2 separate regions of the Mus musculus genome follow, and region 2 is linked to region 1. Evidence: chromatin contacts called from public Hi-C data. All regions are on one chromosome and are shown on one strand. Each heading gives the region's core, a stretch centred on a gene start, on an enhancer-like site or on the middle of the called end of the contact. The rest is flanking DNA. Distances are from core to core; before and after follow the strand shown.

The links. A called contact is a pair of places that touch in the nucleus more often than the background predicts.
Region 2: a contact with region 1 is called in a Hi-C map of embryonic stem cells, with 1.7 times the contacts expected there. The contact joins two enhancer-like sites. A contact is called at or near these places in 1 of 39 promoter capture datasets (embryonic stem cells), 9 of 484 Hi-C or Micro-C datasets (embryonic stem cells, nephron progenitors, neural progenitor cells and 2 more), 4 of 115 datasets of contacts at active chromatin or transcription factors (differentiating embryonic stem cells and embryonic stem cells) and 2 of 9 other capture datasets (adipose tissue and pancreatic islet).

The regions. Positions count from the first base shown.
Region 1 is chr3:32,831,935-32,838,994 of GRCm38.p6, reverse strand. Usp13 (ubiquitin specific peptidase 13 (isopeptidase T-3)) reads right to left here. Exons shown (of 21, transcript NM_001013024.2): 2 at 1,034-1,159. Among named protein-coding and RNA genes, the nearest start is that of Usp13, 18 kb to the right of the region's middle. Within about 2 kb of position 5,779, at least 10 of the 459 cell types and tissues checked have an H3K27ac peak or open chromatin away from gene starts, as enhancers often do. A contact at or near this core is called in embryonic stem cells, where this site is marked.
Region 2 is chr3:32,751,100-32,758,188 of GRCm38.p6, reverse strand. Ndufb5 (NADH:ubiquinone oxidoreductase subunit B5) reads right to left here. Exons shown (of 6, transcript NM_025316.2): 6 at 6,630-7,089. The coding sequence ends at 7,040. Among named protein-coding and RNA genes, the nearest start is that of Ndufb5, 18 kb to the right of the region's middle. Within about 2 kb of position 5,193, at least 3 of the 459 cell types and tissues checked have an H3K27ac peak or open chromatin away from gene starts, as enhancers often do. A contact at or near this core is called in embryonic stem cells, where this site is marked.

The DNA.
Region 1 (7,060 bases), core at 4,530-7,029:
GATGGAAACAGATGCAGAGACCCACAGCCAAACATCAGGCAGAGCCCAGGGAGTCTTGTGGAAGAGTAGGGAATAGCATTGAGTAAGCCAGAGAGGTCAAGGACACCAGAAGAAGACCTATAGAGTCAACTAACCTGGGCCCATGGCGACTCACAGAGACAGAACCACCAGCCAAAGAACATGCAGTGTATTGACCTAGACCCCCTACACATTTGTAGCAGATATGCAGCTTGGTCTTCATGTGGGTCCCCTAACAACTGGAGTGGGATCGATCTCTGACTCTGTTGCTACCATTGGATCCCTTTCCCCGAGTTGAACTGCTGGTAGAGCCCCAGTTAAAGGGGATACACTGGGTCCTGCTGGGACTTGAAGTCCCAGACCAGGATGGTACCCAAGGAGGGGGAGGGGTAATGAGGGAGGGATTTATGAGGGTGGGACTGGGAGAAGAAGGGGAGGGGCTTTGATCAGGATGTAAAATTAATTAATTAATTAATTAATTAAAAGTACAAGATCTCTTTTTTTTTAATTACTTTTTTTTTTTTTTTTTTGGTTTTTCGAGACAGGGATTCTCTTTATAGCTCTGGCTGTCCTGGAGCTCACTTTGTAGACCAGGCTGGCCTCGAACTCAGAAATCCGACTGCCTCTGCCTCCCGAGTGCTGGGATTAAAGGCGTGCGCCACCACGCCCGGCTTTAAATTACAGTTTTTTAAAGAAACAAAGGGATGTGAACTTTTAAGAGAGTCTCTTCTCTCACTTAAGGAAAACACTGGGATATGGTAGTTTGATACTTTTTTATATTTTTAAACTTAAAATTACTTTTCCAATCAATCCACCACATGCCCTCTTAACTCCAACTGGCAGCCTAGAAGAAGAAAAATGAAACCGGCTAAGGTCAGGACAGGGGTGGAAAGGAAGCTCTGAGAGTCTGCACGCTGCTGCAATTTCCTGTCATTAAAGAGAATGAGGAGTTCTGAGAGTGAGGTAAAACCCCTGTGGTGAACATGCAGGAACCCTCTCCAAACACCCAGCTCACCTCTCGCATGTGCCTCTTCAGGTGCATGTATACGCTCTGTCCAGTTTTTCGAAAGTGTCTTTCTACGTGTTCCCTTCCAAAGGCCAAAAAGGTATTCATGCATACGTAGAGCCCACCTTCAGAGTTCTAGAAGAAAGAGAGAGGGTACAAAGTTACCAAAGACACCTGACTAAGTCATCAAGATACAGACAACTGGAAGAAGTAAATGATGAGGGTCAGCCTCAGCAAAGGGTTACAGTGACTCTCATAGGTATTTGCCAGAACCGAAGATGGCTTCACTCTCACCCCATAGAGCTCCGAGCTTATTGAGTCAGGCTACTTTCAGTCCAGGTGAGATGCTATGTGTGTCAGGAGCTAGGAACGGTTGCATGTCGTGAAGTGCATCTCAGTTTTCAGTTTGAGTGGAACTTCTGGGTTCATGTGAGTTTCCGGGAGAAATCGATAAGGGGAGAGACCTTCCCTGACCATGGGCTACAGCAGCCTATAGGCCGTGGGCTAGGTGGAATAAAAGGAGGAAGAGGAGGAGGAGGAGGAGGCAGCCTACAACACTGTCAGTCTCTGTTTCCTAAATGCAGTGGGGTGAGCAACTTTGTCCTGCCACACACAGCACTACCACAACATTCTGCCTCACCAGAGACCGCAACAATGGAACTGGCCAACTATGGACTGAGACCTCTAAAATCATGAGCCAGAATAAATCCTTCCTTGTAGGCATAATGTTATTGTGCAGTGTGTAAAGATTATCCTTGTATTATTCAAATGCTGATTTCTCTGCTCCCATAACTGATTGCAATCCAGACGTGGCATTGTAATGATTATTCTAAGAATCTCCTGCCTGAATGCTGGGTAAGCATTGTTCCCCATTGAGTCTCCGACTTGTCAATAAAGGCTGGTCAGCCAAAAACTGAGCAGAAGAGAGAAAAGGACTGGACTTCCAGCCCCAGCCAAGGGAATGGGAGAGAAGGAGGAGGAGGAGGAGGAGGAGGAGGAGGAGGAGGAGGAGGAGGAGGAGGAGGGGGAGGAGGAGGAGGAGGAGGAGGAAGGAGGAGGAGGAGGAGGAAGGAGGAGGAGGAGGAGGAAGGAGGAGGAGGAGGAGGAGGAGGAAGGAGGAGGAGGAGGAGGAGGAGGAGGAAAGGGGGGAGGGGAGGGAGGATTCACCACAAGGAAGAGATCCAAGAGACACCATGGTAAAACATCTGGAGCAGAGAGAGCCAGACCAATGCTAAAATGCAAGTATCTCTGTGATTTTGGCTGGAAAGTAGCCAGATGAGCTGAGAGGATTAGACTAGATTAATAACTGCTCAGTTATTGTGCCATAAAGTTTGATTAAATGCATCCCATAGTCTCTGTCTCGCTTATTTGGAAGCTAGCCAGGATAAACAAGGAACAACTAATTTTAAAATTCCTTTAACACTTTCTCCCCCACTAAACCTTTCCTCATGTGTTTGTCACAGAGACAGACTAACAGACATGCCTGGTATGCAATCCACAAACATAGGTAATAACTGCTTCTATCGGCCACTTCAAGTTATTCATTAGTATTTCCATTTCACTGTTTTAAAAAACGAATCACAAGCCATTTTCCCAAGTATATACAGCCTGGAATTTTCGGAGTTGGATTTCAATCTGTTTCTCTTTTTATCTCTCCTGCCATATTTCAAAACACATGACGTTATTTCATTAAAATGAAGTCAAGATTGATGCTCACACTCCAGGTGCTTGATTTTCGGTCTCAATTTCATATCTCTTTCTCTCACTTTACCTAATGAGACTCTCTGAATAATACTTAATCTATAAAATCACCCAGACTTCCTTCAAAGGAAGTGGATCCTATTAAAGCCCTGCTAGTCTCACTCCTACAAAAGAAAACAAAAGAAAAAAGGAAGGAGGGAGGGAGGGAGGGAGGGAGGGAGGGAGGGAGGGAGGGAGGGAGGGAGGGAGGGAAGAAGGAAGGAAGGAAGGAAGGAAGGAAGGAAGGAAGGAAGGAAGGAAGAAAGGGTTGCAGCAGGTACACAGACATGTATACAGTAAAACACCCATACATGTAAAATAATAAAGGAACAAAATAAAAGAAAAACAAACCTGAGCCAACACCTATCCAGATTCCCTAAACTAACCTCAGGTGCAGTGAGGGTGGGGCAGAAGCACTGTGAGGTTGAAGCCAGTGTGGGCTACAGAGTGAGAGCAGAGGAGGGTAAGGGGGGGAGAGAGGAAGGGAGGGGAAAAAGAACAACCCTTTAACTAAAGAAAACATTCTCTTGATCAATACATTAGAGGTGTCTTCAAATGATTTTCCTTTAAATAAACATGTTCTCTAACATAGTTACACTCAATAGTAGATACTCATATAGATATATGGATAGTATATATACATATAATATCTATAATGGTCTTTGATTTATTAAATCAAACACCAAATATTGTGACCAGTTCTATTTGATCTGAACAAAATGTGAATTCAGTTAAGGAACCTCAGCCTTACATACGGAGTGGAGGTGAGGGATGCATGGAACTTGTAATAGAGATCACGAACCCGCCAGCTCTGCACCTTGATAGGGCACCCAAGAGGCCTTGGGTTCCACATTTTCTGGAAATAATGTGTGATGGCTATTCTTGGTTGACAGCTTAACTGTATCTGGAATTAACTACAATCCTGAAATGGAGGGCTCACCTGTGGAGGGCTCATCTGCTCGGTCTGAAGTGGGTAAACCCACTTGTAGTCCAGACCTTTGAGGGAGGAAGGCACACCTTTAATCTGGGCCATACCTTCTGTGAGAAGCCTATACAAGGACTCAGAAGAAGCAAGTTGTGCCCTCTTCCTGCTTGCCCTCAACTTGCTACCATAGCCATTCCTTCATTGGTGGAACCTACTTCTTCAGGATTCCAGCAGAGCAGCTGAGACACCCAGCCGTGTGGGACTGAGCAGCTACTTGATTCTTGGAGTTTCCATTCACAGCTGGCCACTGTTGGATTAGTCGGACTAAAGCCTTTAAGTCAAAATCATTCCACAAATGAATCCCACAGCTAGACAGATGGGTGGATGGATGGATGGATGGATGGATGGATGGATGGATGGATGGATAGTTGGACAGGTGTGTGGATGGATGGTTGGACAGACCGATGGACTAACAGATAGATAGATGGATGGACAGGCAGACAGACATCAGTCAGACAAACTGAGATTTATTCCATGAGTTCTACTCCCACTTCATGATACTGCCTAACTAGAAAGGAGAAAAAAAGACACCAAAAAGCTTCCTATGCCACAAAACATGACATAAATGTTGGTTATCTGCTGTTATGAGGCAATTATCCTACTAGTGTAGTCACTTTATAATTGGGAAAAATCAGCAGAAGGGAAGCCAAGCACATCTGACAGCCATGCAGACCAGGGCCAGGAGATCTTCATCTGAGAGGAAAATGTAGGCAAACAGTGAGAACAGAGAAATTAGCAAATGGAAGAGGGAAAATGCTATACAAGAACATTTTCCTAAAGAAAAATATACAACTGCTCTACAATGCAGATTCCAAAGTAATAGGCAGACTAATCCTCTGATAATCTATCAAAGCCATCTAACATTTTGTCGTTATTGTTTGTTTTATTTTCTGGGGCATTTGACACATTAGAAATTTAACGCACCAAGCTCTGGGTATCCATTTCTAGGGCTGTGTAGCATTGCCCCAAAGTCCATAATCAAACAGAGCAATTCTGAACTCAGAGAGAAAGTACCAGCAAGAAAGACTGTTATAAACACCCACACAAGCCTGCCATCTGACACACAAGACTGGCCTCTGAGATGGGGCGTGGCTGCCGTGCCCTTGTGAAGGTATTTCATAGGGACTTGTCAATAGTTCTGGAGTTCAGGGCACACAGCCACAGAAAGCTTACCCATAGCTCCTCAGCAAAGAATCAGCAAGCAGTCCAATCTAGGAGCTGAGCTTTTCCCCTCTTGCCTCATTAACATCTAAATGCAGGTCAGCTCTAATTCCAGCACCAGGAAGCAGAGGTAGGGGAATGAGCCAGGAGTTTAAAACCTAGGCTACAGCCAGCTTCAGACCACTCTGAGATAGAGAGTGATGCTCCTCTATCTGTCCTGGCTGGATTTGTGTCAGCGTAACATAAGCTAGAGTTATCTGCAGAGAGGAGCCTCCACTGACGAAATGCCTTCATCCAGATTTCCTGTAGGCTAGTCTGGGCCGTGCGTGCGTGTGTGTGTGTGTGTGTGTGTGTGTGTGTGTGTGTGTGTGTGTGTGTGTGTGTGTGTAATGGTTGATGTGGGAGGGGCCAGCATGTTTTGAGTGGTGCCATTCCTGGGCAGATGGTCCTGAGTTGTATAAATAAGAAAGAAGGGTAAGAAGGGTCATGAGGACCAAGCCAGTAACCAACACTTTTCCATAGCCTCTGCTTCAATTCCTGCCTCCAGGTTCTTGCGTTGAATTCCTTCTTTGACTTCCTTCAGTGATGGACTATGTCGTGGGAGTGTAAGGTGAAATAGACCCTATCCTCACCAAGTTGCTCTTGGTCTCAGTGTTTTATCAGAGCAATAGAAACCAAACTGAAACAGATATTAGCACCGGCGTGGAATATTGCTGTGAGAGACCATTGGGGGAAGGATTGTGGGAGAACGTTGGAATTACGTGCTTTCTAGAAAAACCACAGCTTCCATGTAAGAACTGGTGCAGTCTCTTTCATCTGTCATCACAGCGCTGCTACAGGAAAAAGGAGGCAGAGGGAGGAGGGCCAAAGATGCTCTCAAGCCAGGGAGCCCGGCCTAAGCAGCAGTAACCATCAAAAGAGACCCGACCTCAGGCAAGGTGGAGAGTGAGGACAGAAACACCGTGGGTCATCCAGTGACCTCCACACATGCACTGTGTTATGGAGAAAGACGAGACAGAGATGGAGAGACAGAGACAGAGAGACAGGGAGAATAAAGGTGTCCTGTTAAAATACACTACAGGGGATGGAGAGATGGCTCAGGAGGAAGAAAGATTAAGAGTCTTATGAATAAAGCCCATATCCACACAAAAGCAAAGCTGACACGTCACAAGGCAACAACACTGAAATTTAACTCAGTAAGAGTTTTTCAAAGATAAATTTTGGAGCTTTGCAGGAAGATGGGAGTTTGCAATTAGTCTTCATTTTTAGAGACAGAGTCTCACTGTATAATCCAAGATGTCCCTAAACAAACCATGTAACTCAGGCTAGCCTTGAGCTACACAATTGCTTCCCTCAGCCTCTGGAATTACCTGTGTGCACCACCACACTAGGCGTTTTGGTGTTAAATGTATATATAAAAAAATAATAATAAAGACTAACTTCTTACATTCTCACAACCTCCTGAAGTAATGGCTATTAAAACAATCTTAGGCCATGAGATGGCTCAGTGGTTAAAGGTCCTCTTCATCCAAAAAATTCACTAAATCAGCTGCATGCATAAGTACCCACCTTCCCTTTCCAGTGTCGACACTTACATGTTATGGGACAAACAACAGGAACTGTGGATGGAAATAATTTACTTTCCAGCTGACCTTACACACACACAAGACAGACGGACAGACTGCCCAGAACTCTACGTTGAATTTACCTGACAACATCTCCCACACAGGATCAAATACTACACAAGCAGTGTCGAAAGCCCATGTATTGTATTTCAATATGTGTGTGGCATGTACACAGCCAGTTCTCTACTCTGTATTACCCTGCGTGCATTTGTGAGTACCATCGGGGCAAAGTGACTTCTTCTCCATTGTCTGCCATTTAAAACAGTGACAGAAGATTCCCATCCAAAGGTCAAGGGCACAAGTCTCCAAGACACAAGTGAGCAGTCATTTCAAATAAAAACTCTCCACACTGTCAATCAGCAGGTGTTCAGAGAATTCTGTTCACGAAGGCGTTTTCCTGGAGACAAGCCTCACTGGCAGGCAGAAAAGTAGAATGTGTCTGTGTGGATGACAACTCGGGAAGCTGGGGACGCTTCCAGCATCTCCTGTGGAAAACAAACGGTCACTACCATAATAAGCATGATC
Region 2 (7,089 bases), core at 3,944-6,443, 80 kb after region 1:
TTCAGAGGTTCAGTCCATTATCATCCAAGTGGTAGCATGGCAGTGTCCAGGCAGACATGGTGCAGGAGGAGCTGAGAGTTCTGCATATTCATCTGAAGGCCCCTAGGAGAAGGCAGACTTCCTGGCAGCTAGGATGAGGGTTTTAAAGCCAAGTCCACAGTGGCACACCTATTCCAACAAGGCCACACCTCCAAATAGTGCCACTCCCTGGGCTAGACATATTTAAACCATCATACTCCCTAACTTCTTCAATGGCACATTTTGATCATTGAAAAGTGTATTGTTGCCAGGAACAGTGGAGCACCACTCTTGGGAGACAGAAGTGGGCAGATCTCTGTGAGATCAAGACCAGCCTGGTCTACAGAGTGGATTCTAGGGGGGACATAGTAAGGTCCTGTCTGAAAACAACAAAAAGTATACTGTTCAATCTCCATATTTCTAATTTATTTCATTATTACCTGATAAGATACAAGAAATTATTTCAGTTTTTATTTGTTAATGCACACACACACACACACACACACACACTCACACACACATATTCTATTTAAGGGAAAGTTCCATAGGCTTTTGAGAAGAATACGCATTTCCAAGTGTTGGATGGAATATTCTACAAGTGTCTGTCAGTGTCTTTTGATATTTAATAGTGTTGAAAACTCTGTCTTCAAGAATTCTCTTGAAAAACTGTGCATATGCATGTGTGTCTGTTTGTGTGTATATGTGTGTATATACATGTGTGTGTTTGTGTGTGACTGTATGTGCATACGAAGGCTCACATGTCATGGCTCATATGTGAAGGTGAGAGGACCACTTGGGAAGCCAATTCTCTCCCACCATGTTGGGCATGGCGACTGAACTCATGCATTCGGCTTCTCAGTGCTTTTGCACACCAAGGCTTCTTGCTAGCCCCTTTGTTAATGCTTCTGTATGTATGCTCTATCTATGAAGAGAATAAGAAGTCGAAGTCACCCATTATTTTAATAACCAGACCTACCTGTCCCCCTTTTTGAAATTAAAGCTTTATTTTTTAACATTTTTTATTAGATATTTTCTTCATTTACATTTCAAATGCTATCCCAAAAAGTTCCCTATACCCTCCCCCCGCCCTGCTCCCCTACCCTCCCACTTCTTGGCCCTGGCATTCCCCTGTACTGGGGCATATAAAGTTTGCAATACCAAGGGGCCTCTCTTCCCAAAATGGTCGACTAGGCCATCTTCTGCTACATATGCAGCTAGAGACACAAGCTCTGGGAGTACTGATTAGTTCATATTGTTGTTCCACCTATAGGGTTGCAGACCCCTTCAGCTCCTTGGGTGCTTTCTCTAGCTCTTCCATTGGGGGCCCTGTGTTCCATCCTATAGCTGACTGTGCGCATCCACTTCTGTTAAGGCTTTATTTTTAATTACAAGTATAACATGGTGCCAGGGGCCAGCCCTGGTGGTTCTTCTTTCTTCTTGGTTCTCTTTTGAGGTAAGCTGAGGGGTAAGAAGAGCATTGGTGGGGGCAAGACTTGGTCTTGTGAGACATTTAGGGTGGCATCATGAACAAAGGTTAGTTAACTGGCTGCACAGTATATGAGCTTCCTTTATGAGCGACAGTCATGACCTTAATTACCTTTTTCTCATAGATAACCCCATTATTAAATTTGCCAGTTCAAAATATCTTCATCACTTTTGATCAGTTCCCCCCCCCCGTCCCCCCCCCCGTCCCCCCCCCCCCCCCGCTCCCTCCCCTTTTTTGAGATGGAGTTTCTCTGTGTAGCCCTGGTTGTTCTGCAACTCACTCTGTAGAGCAGGCTGGCCTCAATCAATGATCAGCCTCTCTTGTTTCACAGCTTTTGTAGAAGCTGAAAGGGTCTTGCATTACTGTTCATTTGTTTAGCTTCTCTCCCTTTATGTAAGTACTATGTTGCTTTGAATGCAAGTTGATCTTAGTCACTGTTAGCTAGTCTTCCATTATGGTAACAAAGTACCTGAGATAATCAATTTTAAAAGACAGATTTACTTTCACTCATGATAAGAGATTTCACGATTGATTAGTTGTGGGGGGTCTCTGCGGCCTTCACAGCAGAGTGAAAAGCTGTAGGAGGCAAGACATGGCTCAGCAGACAGTGTTACTTTAAACTTCAGGAGCCTGAGTGGTTTACTGTAGGCCTCTTCAAGCTCAGCATGATCTGAACTATTCTTGGGATGATTATCTCAATCCCGAATTCATAACAAAGCATACCTAAATCGCTTTAAGGTGCAAATTAAACTAAACGCAGATCAGATATAACTAGACTGAAACTCTTTTTAAAGTATATATGACACCTTTCATAAAGATAGTTTTATATTCTGAGAAAAACAAAGTTTCAAGAAGGGTCTGGAGGAGGGCCCAATATTGAAAAGTCTCCTGCCACACAGACTGTGCAAAGGCTAGAAAGCATGCCCATTGGTCCATGTCTGTGAGCACAGAGTCCCATGTCCTGTTGCTTTTGGCCCTGTGGCAAAACAGTATAATCACGGAGTTATCTGCTGGAAGCAGTTGTTCCCCTTATGGCAAAAGGAAAGTAAAAGAGAGGAAGAGGGTGTTCAGCTCAGTGAAGCAGGCAAGCATAGGGAATAGCAGAGCAACCTAGGACTCTACTTGGTTGTTGGTTTTTTTTTTGTTTTTTGTTTTTTGTTTTTTTTTAAGAGGGCATCGAATCCCATTACAAATGGTGTGAGCCACTATGGTTGCTGGGAATTGAACTCAGGACCTCTGGAAGAGCAGTCAGTGCTCCTAATCTCTGAGCCATCTCTCCAGCCCCTTGGTTTGATATCTTATGGGCCCTCTTCTAACAATGCATTTGGAAACCTAAGACCCTCACTCATGTATATCCACTCTTCTCTGAACAATGCACCTAGCCACCTGTTAGAAACCCAGAACCCCCATCTGTATCAAGCTGCACATACCTACTTAATATGAGTATGATAAACAATGGGTAAGTTTCACCTTCCTTTAGCAACCACCAAACAGTGTCTATTCGAGTGTATTCCCAATACATTCATCTAAGAGGATAGGAGGGTTGATCTAGATTGAACTGGTCTTGGGTGCTTTACAATAGGCACATTGTCCTCTAATTGAGCTTTTAGGGAGAATCCCCCCATTTATGCTTATGCATAATTTGATATGCATAAGACTAAAATCGGATGCATCAGGGGAAGGAACATGAACATTGATCATGTTCAGTATATGTCCAAGTCTGTCAATCAAAATAAAGAACCAACCAAACTATACCTGAGTCATTCAAGTCCTCTGTCTCTGAGCACCATAAAAAATAACCACAATGAATGATCTAGCAGGCTTCAGTCTCAACAGTGTATCTGACTTCATCTGCCACCTTGCTGATTTAGAAACCCTGTGTGTGCCCTTAAATCAACCCTTTGGATAAGAGGTGGAGAACCCAAACACAGCCAGTCCAGACCTGAGCCCTGGTAACGTGTTTGGCAAGCCAGCCAAGAGGCACGAAAACATTCTTCCACCTTGCTGATGAAATGTCACTGGAGTCTGGCTTTGTCAGAGAGTTGTCTATTTAAGTGCGCCATGTCAGTTCCTGGGAACTGTTTATTATGCTGTTTTGTGTCCTGAGAAGGAACCTGCATGACAATTATTAATGAACTAAAAATAGACTGTGTGCTGTTCTTGACATATGTCTAATTTTAAAGTCTCTCTCTCTTATTCCCTCTAATTCTCTCTCTCTCTCTCTCCCTCTCTCTCTCTCTCTCTCTCTCTCTCTCTCTCTCTCTCTCTCTGTGTGTGTGTGTGTGTGTGTGTGTAGGTACAAGTCACAGCATACATATGGAGGTCATAAGTCAATTTGCAGTTTGTTTTCTTCTACCACAAACCCGGGAGTGCTCATAAGTAAGCCTGAGTTTGATCTCTCTCTGTCTATCTGTCTGTCTGTCTGTCTAATCTATCACAAATTTTCTATTTTTGCAGAGCTGACAATTGGATGTAAGGCCTTACTATATACTAGTTTTTCAAAGTCTATCACTGAACCTGGAACTTGATCACTGACTAGAAGCTAGACTAGCTGGCCTGTGTGCCACCAGGATCCTCTTGGCTCTGCCTCTCAGTCAGTACTGGGATTACAGACACTCCATCCAGCCCACTACAGATACATGCCAGTGTTTAGTTATGAAATAACAAGACCTACCTCGCTGTGCAACGTTTGTACATCCAAAGGAGAGAGCCCTTCAAAACAGGCATGTCCCAAGTGCAAACAAGGTGCCTCCTTCCTAAGCCTGGCTGTGTCCTTCCTGGTGCTGATGTTTGAACCCGGGGCCTTCAGTAGGCTAAGTATACACTCACCTCAGAGCCACAGCTGTGTTTTACTTTTAGATCCTTCTAGAATGCTGACAGAGGGCTGAGGATTTGGAAAAGCAGCAGAGTGCTGGCACATATGGGTTTGGTCTCCAGTACTTCCCACTTCCCCACCCCATCCCCAAACCCAAAAAGAATAACTTAACTCCACTCCAAAAGACATACCTTTCATCAGATGTAACTTAATATGACTTATTCAACTTTCCAAAGCCTATTAAGTGAGGATAATGTGTGTATGTGTGTGTGTGTGTGTGTGTGTGTGTGTGTGTGTGTGTGTGTAAGCATGGTTGTAAAGATATGGTTAGTTCCTATCTGTTACACATTAGACTTAACAACTATTTCTAACAGGATTTTTCTTTCTGTGCCAAGCTTTCTGTATATTAGTAGGACATAAGGAATGATATATCCCTCAGATTAGTAGAATGGCAAAGGGAAACCTACAACTGAGCTGGGTGGTGGTGAGCTGAGGGCAGCAGAGGGAAGGGAAACTATGGTCAGAATGAGAGAAAAAAAGAGAGAGCACAATGCACAAAAGTGAATGATATCTACAGATCCAACATGTTCATGGCCTGTTCCCTCTTTCCTAGTTCTCCTACAAAATGGTTTGCATAAGCAGGGCCCAGAGACCTTATGTCCTTCTCTCAATCTGTAGGCAGAATTGTGGGACTGCATAGGAAAGCCTCAGGACAAATCTTTGGGGTAGTGGGGTGTGGCCATCCCTTTCTGGGAAAACAAGGAGCTTCCACCACTCCAGAAGACTTTGGTGGAGGTCGGGAGCAGGCAGCCTGACAAGTGGCCCTGTGGCCTTTTATTTCTTTTGTTCCTTTAGGCAGCAGCAGACACCTTCCTATTGGGCCAAGGACAATTATGTAGAAAACTGGTTCCAGGCTCTGCTTCTCCTCTCGCAGTGTCTAGATGCTGCTGATACACCGGTCAGAAAGGTGAAGTCTGGAATGGGTGGGGTCTGCGGTCAACCTCTTCTTTCTAGGGCAGCAGAGTCGCCAAGTTGAGAGGGGGTAAAGCGGAATGGGGGTCCACAGAACTCCAGACTGGGCAGGATGCTAGAAGTGTTACAGCTCTTAGAAAAGGAGTAAAGAGTAAAGGGGTTCCAGCAGCCCGTGGGGAGGATCCCCAGGTCCTGGGCCCAGCAGCTGCTGTGGCGAAGATGCCAGTGATGGAGATGTCGAGCCTCTGCCAGGCAGATGGGACCAAAAGTCCAACGAGTACATCAGGGGGAGACAGCCCTCCCCCAAATGTTACAGCTCAGTAAAAATAGCCAGTCTCAAAAGACCCTTGGTGAAATAGCTTGTGTGCTTTATTCCATGTGGACAGGGCTATGAACCTTGGGATTTGGGGGGATCCTATTGGCCGATACTAAGGCGCTGGTGATGCTCTATTTGTCTGAGGAGGAATAACAGGTGCTATGCTATGCGACTGACTACTTGTGGCACCTGGTTGGGGGTTTCAAGGTTACACACTCCAAGGCAGGCACAGAAACAGGGAAGGAGCTAGTTTTATTCCTGTCAGACTCAAGTTCTGAGATTTCCAGGGTTTGGACTTGCTGTACCCTGGCAGTCTCATGCCCATTCCTCTCACAGCATGGTCCACATGCCCCACAGAAAACCACCAGCTGGAAACCACACAATCTGAGTTCATTACACTGTCATGAAGAATGAAGAGCAGATGCAAAGAAAGGCTGGCCTGAGTTGAAAGATAACAGACACTGGAAATGAAAACTGTTTCTGTGAACATTGAACACATCTGAAGTCTCTAATCCTCACCTGAAAGGAGAGAAAGAACTTGACAGGAAATGGCGCTGTTGGAAAGGTTGTGAAAGAGCCCATGTTTTTGGAGCCATGTTCAGCAGACAGTAAGAGCTTGACAAATGACAGGCATGAGGTAGCTTTAACTCACACGTCACGCAGTACTGGAGACCAAGCCCGGGGCTTCATGTGTGCCAGCACTCTGCCGCTTTTCCAAATCCTCAGCCCTCCGTCAGCATTCTAGAAGGATCTAAAAGTGAAACACAGCTAGAGAGTGCAGCTGTGGCTCTGAGGTGAGTGTGTACTTAGCCTACTGAAGGCCCGGGTTCAACACCAGCACCAGGAAGGACGCAGCCAGAAGGACGCAGCCAGAAGGATGCGGCCAGGCTTAGGAAGGAGGCACCTTCAGTGTTTCCAGAACAGAGCTCTACGGGAGCTCAGTTACTGTGTCTCAAGAGTTTGTGTCTGTACACTAAAAACGAATGGCACGTACCCCAAAAGTAAAGCAAGATGCTACAGGTAAACTCTAAGGCTTTATTTATTCTGGTCCTGATAATTTTATATGGTTGGTTCAGTATTTCTTTTGAACTTAAAATTCCAAGTAGTCCCAAATAAGCCCCATCTGCAATGACAGATGACTACAGTTCCTGAATATTCACAGGACCGCTGCACCTTCCACCTGCCAGACAACGGCATCAGCAGCTTATCAACAGTGTCACTTTAGGAATTCACAACTTCCCAGACCTCCAGGTTTCATTACTACCCTGTAAATCCCAACAGATGAAGCTGAAAGGCCCACAGAGAACACATCACCTGAACCTCATGAAGAACCAGCCACAGAATCTTGTGTACATCAGAGCAAAAATACAGAGTATTTATTCATTTCTTCCCACTAGAGGGACACACTGTTCTTGGACAGACAAATGAATCATCAGTTGTCAGGAGTTGCCTTTGGAGAATGATCAATGAACTCCTTTTCAG